Regions from separate parts of the Gossypium hirsutum genome. Here regions 2 and 3 are each linked to region 1. Evidence: chromatin contacts called from public Hi-C data. All regions are on one chromosome and are shown on one strand. Each heading gives the region's core, a stretch centred on a gene start, on an enhancer-like site or on the middle of the called end of the contact. The rest is flanking DNA. Distances are from core to core; before and after follow the strand shown. Region 1 has its middle 5.4 kb from the start of LOC107892125. Region 2 holds the start of LOC107892258 (cyclin-dependent protein kinase inhibitor SMR6). Region 3 has its middle 26 kb from the start of LOC107892121.

Region 1 (4,909 bases), core at 907-3,406:
TTTGGGAATTAGAACAATCAAAGTGTTATTTAACTCCTGTTCGATCGGACGCCCAGCAAAGACACCCTTGACCCACTAACATACATCCTCCTCAAGGATATTCCATTGTCTTTGAAAGAAATGTGCGTGAAAACCATCACTACCAGGCGCTTTCAGAGGTGCCATATCGAATAAAGCTTTTTTGATTTCCTCATTTATGACTGCCTCCTCCAAAAAATTCAGCTCCATAGAAGTAAGGCTAGGAAAATCAAAATTAGAATTGTTTCTCAATACAGGAGGGGCCTCACCATAAAGCCATTCAAAAAATTCTACCGTCTTCGATTGTAAAGTATCTTGATCACAACACCACTCCCCATTGTCGAGACGTAAGGCAATAATACGATTGAATTTCCTTCTTCTGATTGTACGACTATGATAAAACTTTGTGTTATGATCTCCCAATTGAAGCCAATTGCAGCGAGCTTTTTGCCTCCAAAGCAAATCCTCATGTTCCAGTACATTTTCTAACTCATCTCGAACATCCATCTCTTTTTTTGCCATATAACTAGAGGGGAAATGATCAAAGGCCTTCTAAATGTTGTACAAATCCATCTTGAGATGCCACTTACGGGTCCCCAAAAATCTGTACACATTCCTATTCCAAACTTTAATAGAAGAGGTAAAATTACACAAAGAATCAGCCATATTACCTGAGAAATTCCACTTCTCTTTAACAAAGGTGGGAAAGTGCTATGCAGCGTCCACCCTAGAAGGAATCTGAAGGGTCTTCCAATAGCCGAATCCGTATCAGGTTTAGTAGACAATAAGAGGGGTCAATGGTCAGACTTAATGCGGGTGAGATGATAGACTAAGCATTGAGGAAACGATGCCATCCATTCATCATTAGCTAAGGCCCAATCTAATCTAACAAAAGTATCCCCTCGTTGCCAGGTGAAAGAGGGACCACAAAACCATAAATCCTGCAATTCACAAGAGTCAATAAAATTTCCAAAATAATCACATCTCTTACCTCTAGTATATGGACTTCTTTTATCTTCAGATGACGAGATAGCGTTGAAATCACCCATAATTAGCCAAGGAAAAGATTGATCAGGGGAATTAGCTTTAAGCCCTTCCCAAAGAGATTTTCGTTTCAATCTGTTCGGACTACCATACACAAAGGATATGAAGAAAGATTTATTAGGAATAAAATTATCAACACTTATAGAAATAAATTCCAGATGATTTCTAACAACTTGAATCTTAATCGAATCCTTCCAGACAATCCAGATACCACCTGAAAAATCAATAGATTCCACCCGATGAGAAAAATTAAAACCCAACTGTTCAATAATAAGATTAGCTTTTTTACCACTCACTCTAGGTTCAACCAAACATACTATATCTGGGTTATGCTCGGCTTGATATTCCCGAAAAGCTCGAATGAAATTCCTGCTCACACACTCTTGACAATTCCATGAGAAAATTTTAAGATTTAAATCCATAAAAATTAAAAATATATGAAAATTTAAAAACAAAAGATAAATCCAAAAAAAAAACACACAAAAAACAACTTAAATAAAACCCAAGAAACCCTTTACTGTTCGAGATTGCTTAAACCCCCCAAATTATTATCAGTTCTGGTTAAACCTCCAGAGTCTAAATTTTTATGCGAAAGTGCAGCAATGTTAACCGCGAGCTGCTCCATGGACTTTTTCAACGACACCCTTTGAGAACCGGAGTTCTTGAAACGAATGTTGCTACCGTGAGAAAACTTATTATGTTTGGTGAAGATTTTAGTTCCCTTCGTTTTGCCTTTTTTACCCAAGCCGATAAACCCCTCTTGAGCCAAGACTAAGGAATTATTTGTGGGAGGAGCACTGCTCCGGTTGATTTCACTTTCATTCCCTAAAAAAGTCACTGCCGAATATCTTCCTCAATCAAGGTGAGCCACTGGTACTGCCACTGCTTTAGGTTCACCTCCATTCAAAATGGCAGTAGGAAGATGAAGAGAGGAGGATTCACCTGCATCTTTAGAAGGATTCTCGACGGAGAAGGCGCTGGTTGTTGCTCCCGCTGTAAAAATTTGCCTGCAGTTTCCAGTAGCAGCGAGGCTTGACTTGACCACTCCTGCCGGGCCGTTCTGTTCCAGGTGATCACGGGCCGCTACATCAACAATGTCCAAGCCCGTATCTATTCCTTTAGAAAGCAGCAAGTGATCCTTAGATTTGTCTTGGACCAGACTAGGTCTTATTTCAGGCCCATTATTATTTTTATTGAGCAACCCAGATCCAATAATAGAACCCACCTCTACGTATTTGTCTGTATTAACCTTAGTTCCCGTTAGTTTGGGCTGACCATTAAAATTTGCCCCAATTTTATGATTATGTTGATTTCGAACAGCAATAGAAATCCCATTAATGATTTCTTTCCCTTTTGAACTCCGAATAACAGTAGAATCTCCATCTATGATTTCTTTGTCGAATTTCCTATTACTTAACCCATTAGAACGGGAAACTTCCTTACCCTTCCCATGGAATCCAGCATCCTTCTGACCGTTATTCCTAACTTTCCTCCTTGATTTCCTTTCCACAATCATCCATGGCTCGTAATTCTCGTCTTTCTTCTCCGGTTCTTCCCTAACCAAATTTGAATTCTCCAATATCATTTCTGGTGACATATTGTCCTCTTCAGCCACTGATTCAGCAATTTTAAAGGAACAATTGTTTTCCACATGACCATATCTCCCACAATGAAACCAAATAGTAGATAAGGACTCATACTCCACCTTCTGCAATCGTCCATTGATTAGAATATGAGAAATCAATGGATTGTCAAGGTTGACATAAACCGCCAATCTGGCAAAACGACCCGTGCCCTATTGTCAGTATTCATATCAAGTTTAACCACCTTCCCGACCAACTTCTCAATTTCTGTAATGACCATGCGATTGTATAAATAGCTAGGAAGAGCAGGGAATCTGATCCACTCCATGACAACGCTTGGGTAGGCCTGGGCAGGGTCGAAAGCCAACGTCCAAGGCTAAACGGTCAAGTACTGACCAAAAATAATCCACGGCCCTTCAGAAAGAACTTTTTCATAGTCTAGTTTATTCTGAAATTTAACTAGGAAATATCCGTTTTCTATGTCCATTGTCGAAACTATTTTTTAAATGGATGTTTGAAAAATAGGAATCGACTTTTGAAAAATAAAAACGGGAGTCGCCGCCAACCTTTTTAGGTGTGATTGGATCACTTTATAAAACATTTTGGTCTATTAAATTATGAGAAAATAGGTTCGGGAGTCGGTTATGCACGAGGAATGATTAGCACCCTCGTAACGCCCAAAATTGGTACCAAATTAAATAATTTTGTCTTAATGCCAGAAATTTGAAAGAATTTAGAAATAAGATTTCCTTAAAACTGTAAAAAAATCGAGATTCATTCTTTTTAAAAGAGTACAAACATCACTTTCAGCATGATTAGACACGATATTTTTAAGCTTTCGTAACTAAAATTATCTCATAATTTGTAAAACTCGTTTAAAAGGATGTTTGAGATATTTAGACAAACAGGAAATCGCAACCTAGCATGTTAGGGCACTATTTCTTGAATTCTTAAATATAAAAGACATTGTCTTGTTTTTTAAGATTCCTTTAAGTTAAATGGAATTTAAAAAAAAAAACAATGATGCATTTAACCTATTACAAAAGGTCAATATTGGATTAATTAAGCTACATATTTTAATATTTCATACAAATGTAATGTAATAAATGATAATTACGACATACGTCACATAATACTTTGATATTTCATGCATATATAATCACAAATAATATTAATAAATACATTATTATTTCATGCAAGCCAAAAATGGCAAAGATAATAATATCTTATGTAAGAATACGACATGATGAACAATGAGGATAAAATATATAATCATACTTCATGACAATATACCTTACATAAATAAATAATTTTCATGTAAACTTATAAAATCAATGATAACAAGTGACTCGTGCAATGAATTTATATCAAAACAGTTAACACAAATATATTAGTATCATACGAACATATATAAAGAAAATAAAACTTAAAAAGAATCACATATTTAGTACAATAAACAAATACGGGGAATTTTTAAAGTGTTTAATAAATACTAAAACGTAGTATAATAATAATAAAACTTTATGATAATATACATACTACATGCTTAGTACATATAAATATAATACTTAATAATAATTTATAAACTTCATAATAGTATAATATATATTAATAAAATAACATATAAAACATAAAAATAATAAAATAATGTAATGATAAATGAATTTAAAATATTTAATAATATATATAAAAAATAATGTTTAATAGTAGTTTATAAAATTTTAAAACCATACATGATGATATGTATTAAGATATAAATAAAATATAAAATAAAATAATATATATATAATGTATATAAAATTATAGGAAGCATATAATAATATAATAACATAAATAAAAATAATTTATCATTTTTATATAATTATTATTTTTTTTAAAAATATAATACATATATTAAAAAATACTTAATTAATAAAATATAAATAATCCATATATCATATAAAATAATATAATAATATATAATATAATAAAATAAATGGATTTCCAGTATTTTTTAATAATAATATAAAATATAAAATAATAATATACATCAAATAAATAATAAAATTTAAAATAAATACATTTATAAGTGTAATGGGGCTCAAATTAAAAGCAATTAAAAATTTCGGGCTAATTTTTAAAAAAATAAAAATCATTCAAACTTATTTGGAAAACGCATTAAAACCGAGGGACTCATTAGGCAATTTTCCCTAATCCCAAAATGACACCGTTTCTCGAATACGGTATTAAAGCCACTGTGTGGACCAAATTGAATCACAATTAAA
Region 2 (4,560 bases), core at 1,154-3,653, 340 kb before region 1:
TAGATTTCCACACTAACAAGAAGATCATCGAAGAAGTTGCCATTATCCCATCCAAGAGGCTCCGCAACAAGATCGCCGGCTTCTCGACCCATTTGATGAAACGGATCCAGAGGGGTCCGGTTCGCGGCATTTCCTTGAAGCTCCAAGAGGAAGAGCGTGAGCGCCGCATGGATTTCGTCCCCGATGAATCGGCCATCAAGGTCGACCAAATCGAAGTTGATAAGGAAACTCTTGATATGCTTTCGGTTCTTGGGATGTCTGATATTCCGGGGCTTGTTAAGGTTGATCCAGTCGCCGTTATTCCTCAAATCGGGTTCGGCCGTGGTGGTGGACCCGGAAGGAGGTTTTAATTGGTTAGGGTCCGTCTATTTGATGGGTTCTTAATTTTAAGTTCATTATGTTTTATTTTTTGGGTAGTATTTAAATTTTGTGGTTCTTGTTGGAACAATATTAGTTTTTATGTAATGGTACTGGAATTTGTTGAGTTTGATGTGCGCTTTCTTTTTAAAAGCATTTGAAAATGAGAAACTTTTTAGTTTCTGCGATTGTTGATTGCCATTTATTTTATTTTTTCTTTGAATTTCATTTTTGTATACTGAGGTATTATGTTGATTGATTGAAATGGTGAATTTGAGAATAACGCCCCATTTTCGATTCCAATTTTGGGATTTTATTCATTAGGTGAAAAGTTGAGGTAAAGAATCCCAATTCTGGTTATTTTGTTTTCAATCACATGTTCATGTTCAGCAATTTTTAATGGCAATTGTGAGCAAGAAACTAAAAGATTGTATGGTTCAATTTTAAAGTTGTATTCTTTGTGCTGTGGGAAAGGCATCCATGGAAATGGTGGGTTTTTCATTAAGCCAACTTGCATAATCCTTGGGCTCATATCTTTCTTTTATCTTTGTATTCCCTGATCATGGTTGGATTTGAACATGAATAAAAACTGAAAAAACATTTGGTTTGTCACATCTGCTTGCAGATTTATCACTTATTTTAATTAGTGGTTGAGTTTGTAACATTGGAAGTTTTGAACTGGAATGTGTCTTTAGAAGTCGTTAATGAACTCAATTTTGTGTATACATCTATGATTAGAATTCTTGGAAAGTTCACAACCTTATAATGCATTCATGTAACTGTTTGTAGTAGAGCTTCGGCATTTTCTTCTTCCTTATTTCTTGTTTGTTCTCTCCCTGCAAATACTTGCATTTTATCTCTTGCGGTTCTTTAGAGTAGATCAGACAATGATAGATTAGCTTAGTCATCTAATGGAGGTTCCTGTGTTATTTCAACCCCTGGATTCTCTCTTTCTTTTCTCTTGCAGTTTGTGTACGGATCATTTTGGGTTGTTTGAGGTTAGGGTTATCTGAGTCTGATTCTTTTTGGGTTGGGAAGGTTAGGTGGTGAAGTTATTTCATTTCGTTCTAGGCAATAGTTACATCTATGTTGCTTCGACTGTTAAAGTTGTAGATCTTACCATGGGTATGAGAAATAATAGAAAAACTTGACAATTGTTAAATAAATGGGAGTTGGACACATAGAATAAGGTCTGTGTTACCTCTTCACTAACAATTGTGGGTTGTCATGGATCCTAGAGAGTTGTATTTTGAGCAACCATCTCATTCTGGAGAGCTGTCTGTACATTATATAATATCAAGAGAGAGAGCAGTAAATAGTTTGATTGACTGGCTTTTTAAGGTTTTATTTCTTGTAAAGAAATTATGGACATGGTTGAAAAAACTTGAACCCTCATGTTTGGCGCTTCAATTAATTAAACCCATTACGGGAAGATAATAAACAGATTAGACATTTTTTTTACTATATTATATTAGACTTTTTTTTACTATATTATATTCAAGGATGAAATTGAAATAAAATATTTAAAATGGATTATTTTGGTAAAAATCTAGAATTAATCAAAAAAAATTTGTTATATCGATTTTTGTATCAATGAACAGTCAATTTTTAAATCCATGATTACAGCAAAATAGCGATAATTTCTTGCTTCATCACCCCTCCCCCCTTTTTATCCTATTCCTATTATCTAAATGGGTTAATATAAAAAATCTCTTTGTCAGGCCCAGCAGCCCATTTCATACATACTTTTATATGTAACGTCGCCGTATTGTTCCCCTTTGGGCATTACGCCGGTGATTGTGCCCTCTGACTGGGTACAATGCATCACTTCCTAGAAAATCAATATTCAATTATATAATGTCGAAAACAAAAAGGGGCAAAATCGGAAAACTCTCCCAAATATCAGCGGGAAAAAGAGCCGTTGCTCATTAGACTACCCAAAATTTGGCGCCAAAAACAAAAATTCCCCCTTCCCCCTGCCCGTAAATTCCCGGGCAGCCTACCCTTCTTTCTCTCTTCCCTTTAAGAAATCAAAAGCTTAGTTATAAACATCTCTTTCTTCATTTCTCCCTCAATTCAAAACCCTCTCCTTTTCTTCACTATTATCCCCCCCCTCCAAAAAAAAAACCTTTCCTTTTATTCCATCTTCTCTTCATTTGATAAAAAAAACTCAAGTCTTTTTGCTGATTTCATTCAAACAAACCACCCTTTTCCCCCCTTACTTTGGCTATCTCGTTCACTTGGATTACTCTGTTTTCGCTCTGTTCTAGCCCATTTTCATCAAAAACTAACCATTTCCAAACTTGGGTCCTTTAGTTTTTATCTGATAAAAAATGGGGCTCTCCAAAAAACCACAACTAGATGGGGTGTTAGACAATGAAGGGAAGAAATGGGTAATCACCGGTATCGCTATAAGGACTTCATTGAAGCCAATAAACACGAAACCAAGAGCAAAAGAAAACGAAGAAGCAGAAGAAGAGGAAGCTTGTTCAACAACTCCAACTTCAAAAGAAGCAAAAATACCAGACAAATTAGCATGCCCTTTAGCTCCAAGAAAGCCTAGGCCTCCATTGAGATGCCATTACACTGGGGTTAGGGAGTTCTTTACCCCTCCTGATTTGGAATCAGTGTTCAAGCTCCATGTTGAGAAAGCAAATTGAGTTTATGCTTAAAAAGAAGTGGGGGTTTTTTTTTAGGTTAGAAGCTGATCCTATGCTATCTTCTTTTCTTTTTTTTTTGGGTTCAATAGTCACTCCTCTAACTCTAAGCCAAAGACAAATAGTGGAGAAGAAGAGGTCAAGGTGTACAAAGATATAATATTTCCATGAAATGAGTAGTGTAGCTTTGTTTACTTCATTTTACCTCAAAGTTTTTTATTTTGACTATGATATATATAAAAGTTTCTTGCTTTAGGTATTGCAATATTAGAAGCTAGTTGATAGTGTAATGGAATGGTTTTTGTAACTTGGTTGTAGTGCTTGAAAACTATGAGATTGTTGGGTGATATTCAAATGACAATTTTTTTGATATTTTAAAGTTTTAGTTGGCCACTGAGCAAAGTGACACCATAGTTTGCCTTCAAAATTTGACATATCTAAAGTGTTTGGTCCATCAAATTCTTCGCTGCATTCACTGGTCAGTGCAGGCTCAGTAAATGATTGCCATACGTATTTCATCATGGTTGCAAAAAAATGAACCTGACCACCTGATTTAATCATATAAATTGAATTTAAAAATTATAAAAATGGCAATATTAAAAGAAAATGAGAAAGAATCTTTATTTCAATCAATCTTTGCACTTATTCCAATTTTCTTTCAACTTTCTCTCTCTTTTTTTGTGACTCTACACTCAAAAAATACACACGTGTAGAGTGTAGAGTAGTAGGGGTTTCTTCTTTTTTCATGCACAGTCTTAAAGTTGTCCCAATAAAAATATGGTAAAGCAACCTTCTTTTGCATGGCTGGGCAAATCAATGACGCTGGACTCACTGGACCCATAATATTTCTTCATTATGTTTACATATTATATAAAAAAGTAATAATAATTAACGATATAGCATGATACAAGTTTAATTTATATAATACAGATTATTAACATATTAGAATTTATATAATCAATCTTCTCACATGAGGAAAAATAAGTGGAAACGATAAAAATAAGAATGAATTTGGATGGACAGATTTTTTACTTACGGTTAATATAAAAATAGCGGTGATGATAAAATTAGATAAGTAAGTTAAACGCACTGCACTGTACTCATCGTCCATTCATACCCACCTTAAGTAAGTTGAGTGAAATGGATAAATTATTGTTACTAAACATATGTTAAGTTTTATGTTTAATCTATACTAGTATTTAAATCTTTGGTTGAGTTGATATCAAGAGTCAATTGAACATTAATTCAGTTAGGGAAATTACAGAAATATCATCCCATAATTAAACTAAGTTATATTATTTGAGGGTATTTTAGCATTTTTATTTTAACAAAAATCAATAAAAATATGTATATGGTGAGATTTAAAACCACACCAATTGGATTAATAAGATATTAAATTTACCACTTAATCAAAACTTTATTTTGATAGTATGTACTATTTTTCTTAGAATATTGTGTTGCCTGATTTATTCATATGTTTAAATTTCATTTTACTTACTATTTAATCTATTTTTTATTTTAATTTCATACATATTTCATGTTTTAT
Region 3 (4,271 bases), core at 63-2,562, 370 kb before region 1:
AATTCCTGTTAAATAAAATAAGAGATTGCTTGCAAGTTAAGTTAAACAAAATATATGTTCTTTCTAAAAGATTTAGTATTTATTAGTATAATATATTTAACATTTATTAACATAATTTATTTGACCTGCAAATTTAGCCTAAAAATAGGCTCTTTTACAACCTTAGAAAAATACTCATTAAATATTAAAACTTATAACACTTTTGGAGAATTCTGTGTTTACGTTTTATTAGGTTCTTTGTTTTCAGGTTTCGAGGTTTAGTTTTTTTTTATCTCCATCTTTTGTACTCTTTGTTCTTTTGTCATTATAGTAAAATTATCTTTGCCAATAGTTTTTTTATTCTCTTTGGAGGGTTTTTTCACGTTAAATTTGTGTGTTCAATTTCTCAATTTTTTCCGCTATTTTTACTTGTTCGTTGCTTAATCGGGTCAATCCCCAACAATTAATTTACTTAATTACATATTATTTTATCTCATATTATATATGTTCATTCAATCTCTCCACTAGCTCAAAATAATTCTAAATGCATTTAATATTAACACTAGCATGAAATTGTAAAAGATTGAACAAGGAAAAATAGTTCACCACAATGCTTATCATAGATAGCCTTACAAAGTTCGGAAATTAAGATTTCTTATCGAAAACTCCAAATCGGACTCCAACCTAATTCTAATTTAATTTAAAATCTATTTTAAAACTACTTGAAAATCTAACCTAATTTAAATAATCTAATCAGAATTAAAACGTAAACCTCGTATCAACCTTAAGAAGCAAAAATCATATTTAAATCTAAATAAATAATTATAAAAAAATAACATATCTAATCTAAAAAAATCCAATCAAACTTAAAATCTAAATATAATAATACTTGTAATACTGATGTTGCAAATTCACCATGCAACGACCCCTGCTTGCAAACTCTGAAACACGGAGAGGCTCATCTGGAAATTTCCCCTCCGTGCCTCTATAAAATCCAAATGAAAGGTTTCCTCTTTGTTTTTCTTTCTGCGGTCTCTGGTGGCGAGCACGGTGGCCGGTACAAAAAGGCTTCTTTTTTGTTTTGAAAATGGTTTTTGAAAATATTTCTCAGATCTGATTTTTAGATTTGACGAGAATAAAAGAATAAAAAGGAAATGAAATGAAAAAGGATAAAAAAAAAGGTGTGGTTTTTTTTAGTCTTATTTAACATTATTTGATCTGTTTTGCTTCAAATTTGTGCTGTAAAAAATTGTTTGTCATTGTGCTAATTTACCCATTGTACTACCTGTTTATACTACCAAATTTGATTTGTAAAAAATCTCTTCTTTTTTCCTTCTTTGTGGGGGTGCATGGAGGGGCTAGGGTCTAGAAACCCTAGTAGTAAGCTTTGATGACAAATGGGCCTTAGGACCAAGACTAAAATTAAAATGGATTGGTAAAATAAACGGGCTTTCAATGGGCCTAAATAACTAATTTTTAAAAAATTTGGACTAAAAATGAAATGGACAATGAGTTATTTGGGCTTCAGTCAAAATCGAGCCTTAGTAAGGGGTGGTCTCAAAATGATCTTATCATAACATAATGGGATTTTAAGGTTTAGGGTTTAGATACTTTCTAATCTACCTCATAAAATGAAATCTAACCAAACTAGAAGCACACTGTTATTAAATTGAAATCTAATTTTAGATTTAAAACTTTGTGTTCAAAATTCAGGAGTTTATTTTTATTTTTATTTCTTACAATCAATTTTCGATATGTATATCCATTTAAAACATTTTTTAAAAATCGATTTTAAAAATAAATTCCAACTTAAAAGTAACCATGAATGGCCAAATTTTAATTATCAAAAGTCCAATTTACTTTATTAATTGAGAAAAAAAATTAAGTTTAGCACATATCTTAAAGATTCAACCTTTAATCTTAACTCAAAATCAAATAAGATTTAATTCGCTTCCAAAATTATTAGAAGGTCGATCTCAACTTTAATAAAATACAAATAACACCTAATTCAATAAAATCAAAACTTAATAAAATCGAAATTGATTGTCTAGACAAAATTAGGTGTCTACATATAAAAATATTAGTTCAAAAATAAATATTTAGTTGGGCCACAAAATAATGTTCATTATTTACTTTTAACTACAAGAGTATAATATCACATTCAAATAATAATTACAACCAAATAAATCCATTAAGAAATATTTGGGGGATTGAACGTATAGAAAAATGGTACGAATGACTTCAACTACTCTCTTGATTCAGTAATTAAATAAGTTACTAGTATAAGACAATAAAGTAAAAGTCAAGTAGAAACCAATAAATGGTAAATTGAATGAAAATGCAATAAAAGAAACAATAACTCGATTCACTAATGTAGTGGATAAGGATCATTTTTAGTCAATGACAATTAATAACCAATAACCTATATAAAATTAGACTCGATCAAAAGTTAATGATATGGATGCACCTTTAGATTTAGGCCAAGTGCTAAAGCACAATTGTCATTACAACACCTTCCTCAATGTTTCCAAGTAATTTAACAATTTACCAACCTCTTACAAAGTGCAATGTTGTCGTCAATTTTGTTTTTCGTGAAATAATTTGTAACACCCACTATTTAACCGGATCGTCGGGTCCAAGTACTGGATGCTACACTAACTCATATGACTTAATAAAATTTCAATTTTTGATTTAATTACATAATTAACGAAGTAGGTTTTATATTCTAATTGCTAATACAACTTGTACATAGCTAGTGATAGACTCCTAAAAGCTTTATGTCCAACAAATGTATAGAATTTCTTTATGAAAGAACAAATACATATACAATCAACTTATACCCTGAGGCGAGGCCTCTACGGGTGCCCCTCTATATAAATGGACAACTACTGTGCACTACTTAACTTGTCAGAGTCTGACTTGGTCCTTCTTGATTTGTCCAGGTAATTAGTTAACCAGCATTCAAGCATAAATTCTTATAAGTTCGAAAGAAAGTAATGAGATCTGTACGTATAATTATATGTAATTCCCTTAAAAATTTTCTATGGAACTGAGTTTTCTGGTTCGAAAGTAAACTCCCTGGGTTTAATTGGAGATTTCATGAACCGAGTTGTCAAGACCCATGACTTAGGCGCTCTAAGCCATTTATTGGCGGACCTAGATTCTTGATCAGCTTGAAATCATGATTTCACGTTAGGGTTTCACCCTTCTTATTTTCAAAACACGTGACTAATTCTTGTAATCAATTTTTCCAACTGGCGATACTCCGCGTTACCCACAATATTGTTGTAACGCAAGTCCTTACCAGAATACATTCTTTTTTCCATTGGGGAAAGTGCCTACAATGTGGCTCTTATAGCACTAGCCCTTTTCGTACATTCGTTAAGTTGCTTCATTGCATACGACATTTACCTTAGACGAAGCAACAAGATCAATACTATTTTTTAATGGTTTTGAAGAACCCCTATTTTCTACTATCTTTCGTCGGGCTTTACTGGCTAGTCAGCATTGAACAGTCCTTTCCTCCCACAAAATTCTTATTAACCTACCCAACCTTCTTGGCTAACTTTATGTTGATTCACAATTTTTTTACTGTATTCTATTACAACCTGTTCCGTGTCAGCTTAAACCGTGTAGATCCACAGTTTCCCTGATAGAACCGTCTTGTTGTACATTATGTAGACTTTCTTACCAAATGAGTCTATCCCTCTATTCACACTTACTGGGTTAAAACTTACCTTTGGCGTCACTCATTACCGCCTTGGACAAATTCTCTCCCGAATCACAAACTATCACAAACTTTCCAAATGTGATTCCCCATGTTTTTACATCCTGACAGACTTCTCCGCATTTGTTGTCCCAGTGGACTACCTAGTGTTTACTATCCCGGCGGACTACCCCATTGCCATAGTCGAGCTATGGTCTTACACGTTAGACCTCTTTTGAGGTGTCACCCCTAAAGACCTTATTGTCGTCACTGTGTCGCCCCATAGAGCCTATTGACTGCTGTCACGATGTTGCTTCATGGAACCTAATAACTGTCATCCTGAAGGACCAATTTCACATTTCACCTTCATGCTTAAACACTAAAGTGTCCCTTCCGCAAAGCCCAGAGCTTTGCACCTCATGATTTACTCCCAACAATCCCGGATGGCAGAATCTTGATGGAATTCTATTATCGTTTTTCCATATTCTTCCGATCATTCCTCCATTTGTCGTCCTAACCTTGATGCTCGAACACCACAGTGTCCCCTTCGTAAGGTCTGGAGCTTCGCACATCAAGGTTTACACTC

The links. A called contact is a pair of places that touch in the nucleus more often than the background predicts.
Region 2: a Hi-C map of leaf shows a contact between it and region 1, with 2.2 times the contacts expected there. The contact joins the promoter of LOC107892258 here to the enhancer-like site in region 1. A contact is called at or near these places in 2 of 34 Hi-C or Micro-C datasets (anther and leaf).
Region 3: a contact with region 1 is called in a Hi-C map of leaf, with 1.9 times the contacts expected there. The contact joins two enhancer-like sites. A contact is called at or near these places in 3 of 34 Hi-C or Micro-C datasets (callus and leaf).

Annotation. Positions count from the first base shown.
Region 1 is chrA09:10,310,470-10,315,378 of Gossypium_hirsutum_v2.1, forward strand. No RefSeq gene overlaps it. Among protein-coding and RNA genes, the nearest start is that of LOC107892125, 5.4 kb to the right of the region's middle. Within about 2 kb of position 2,157, at least 9 of the 9 cell types and tissues checked have an H3K27ac peak or open chromatin away from gene starts, as enhancers often do. A contact at or near this core is called in leaf, where this site is marked.
Region 2 is chrA09:9,973,276-9,977,835 of Gossypium_hirsutum_v2.1, forward strand. It overlaps LOC107892258 (cyclin-dependent protein kinase inhibitor SMR6), which reads left to right and starts at 2,404. Exons shown (of 1, transcript XM_016817289.2): 1 at 2,404-3,269. The coding sequence starts at 2,691. The coding sequence ends at 3,017. It overlaps LOC107892121 (40S ribosomal protein S17), which reads left to right. Exons shown (of 1, transcript XM_016817118.2): 1 at 1-545. The coding sequence ends at 350.
Region 3 is chrA09:9,945,204-9,949,474 of Gossypium_hirsutum_v2.1, forward strand. No RefSeq gene overlaps it. Among protein-coding and RNA genes, the nearest start is that of LOC107892121, 26 kb to the right of the region's middle. Within about 2 kb of position 1,313, at least 6 of the 9 cell types and tissues checked have an H3K27ac peak or open chromatin away from gene starts, as enhancers often do. A contact at or near this core is called in leaf, where this site is marked.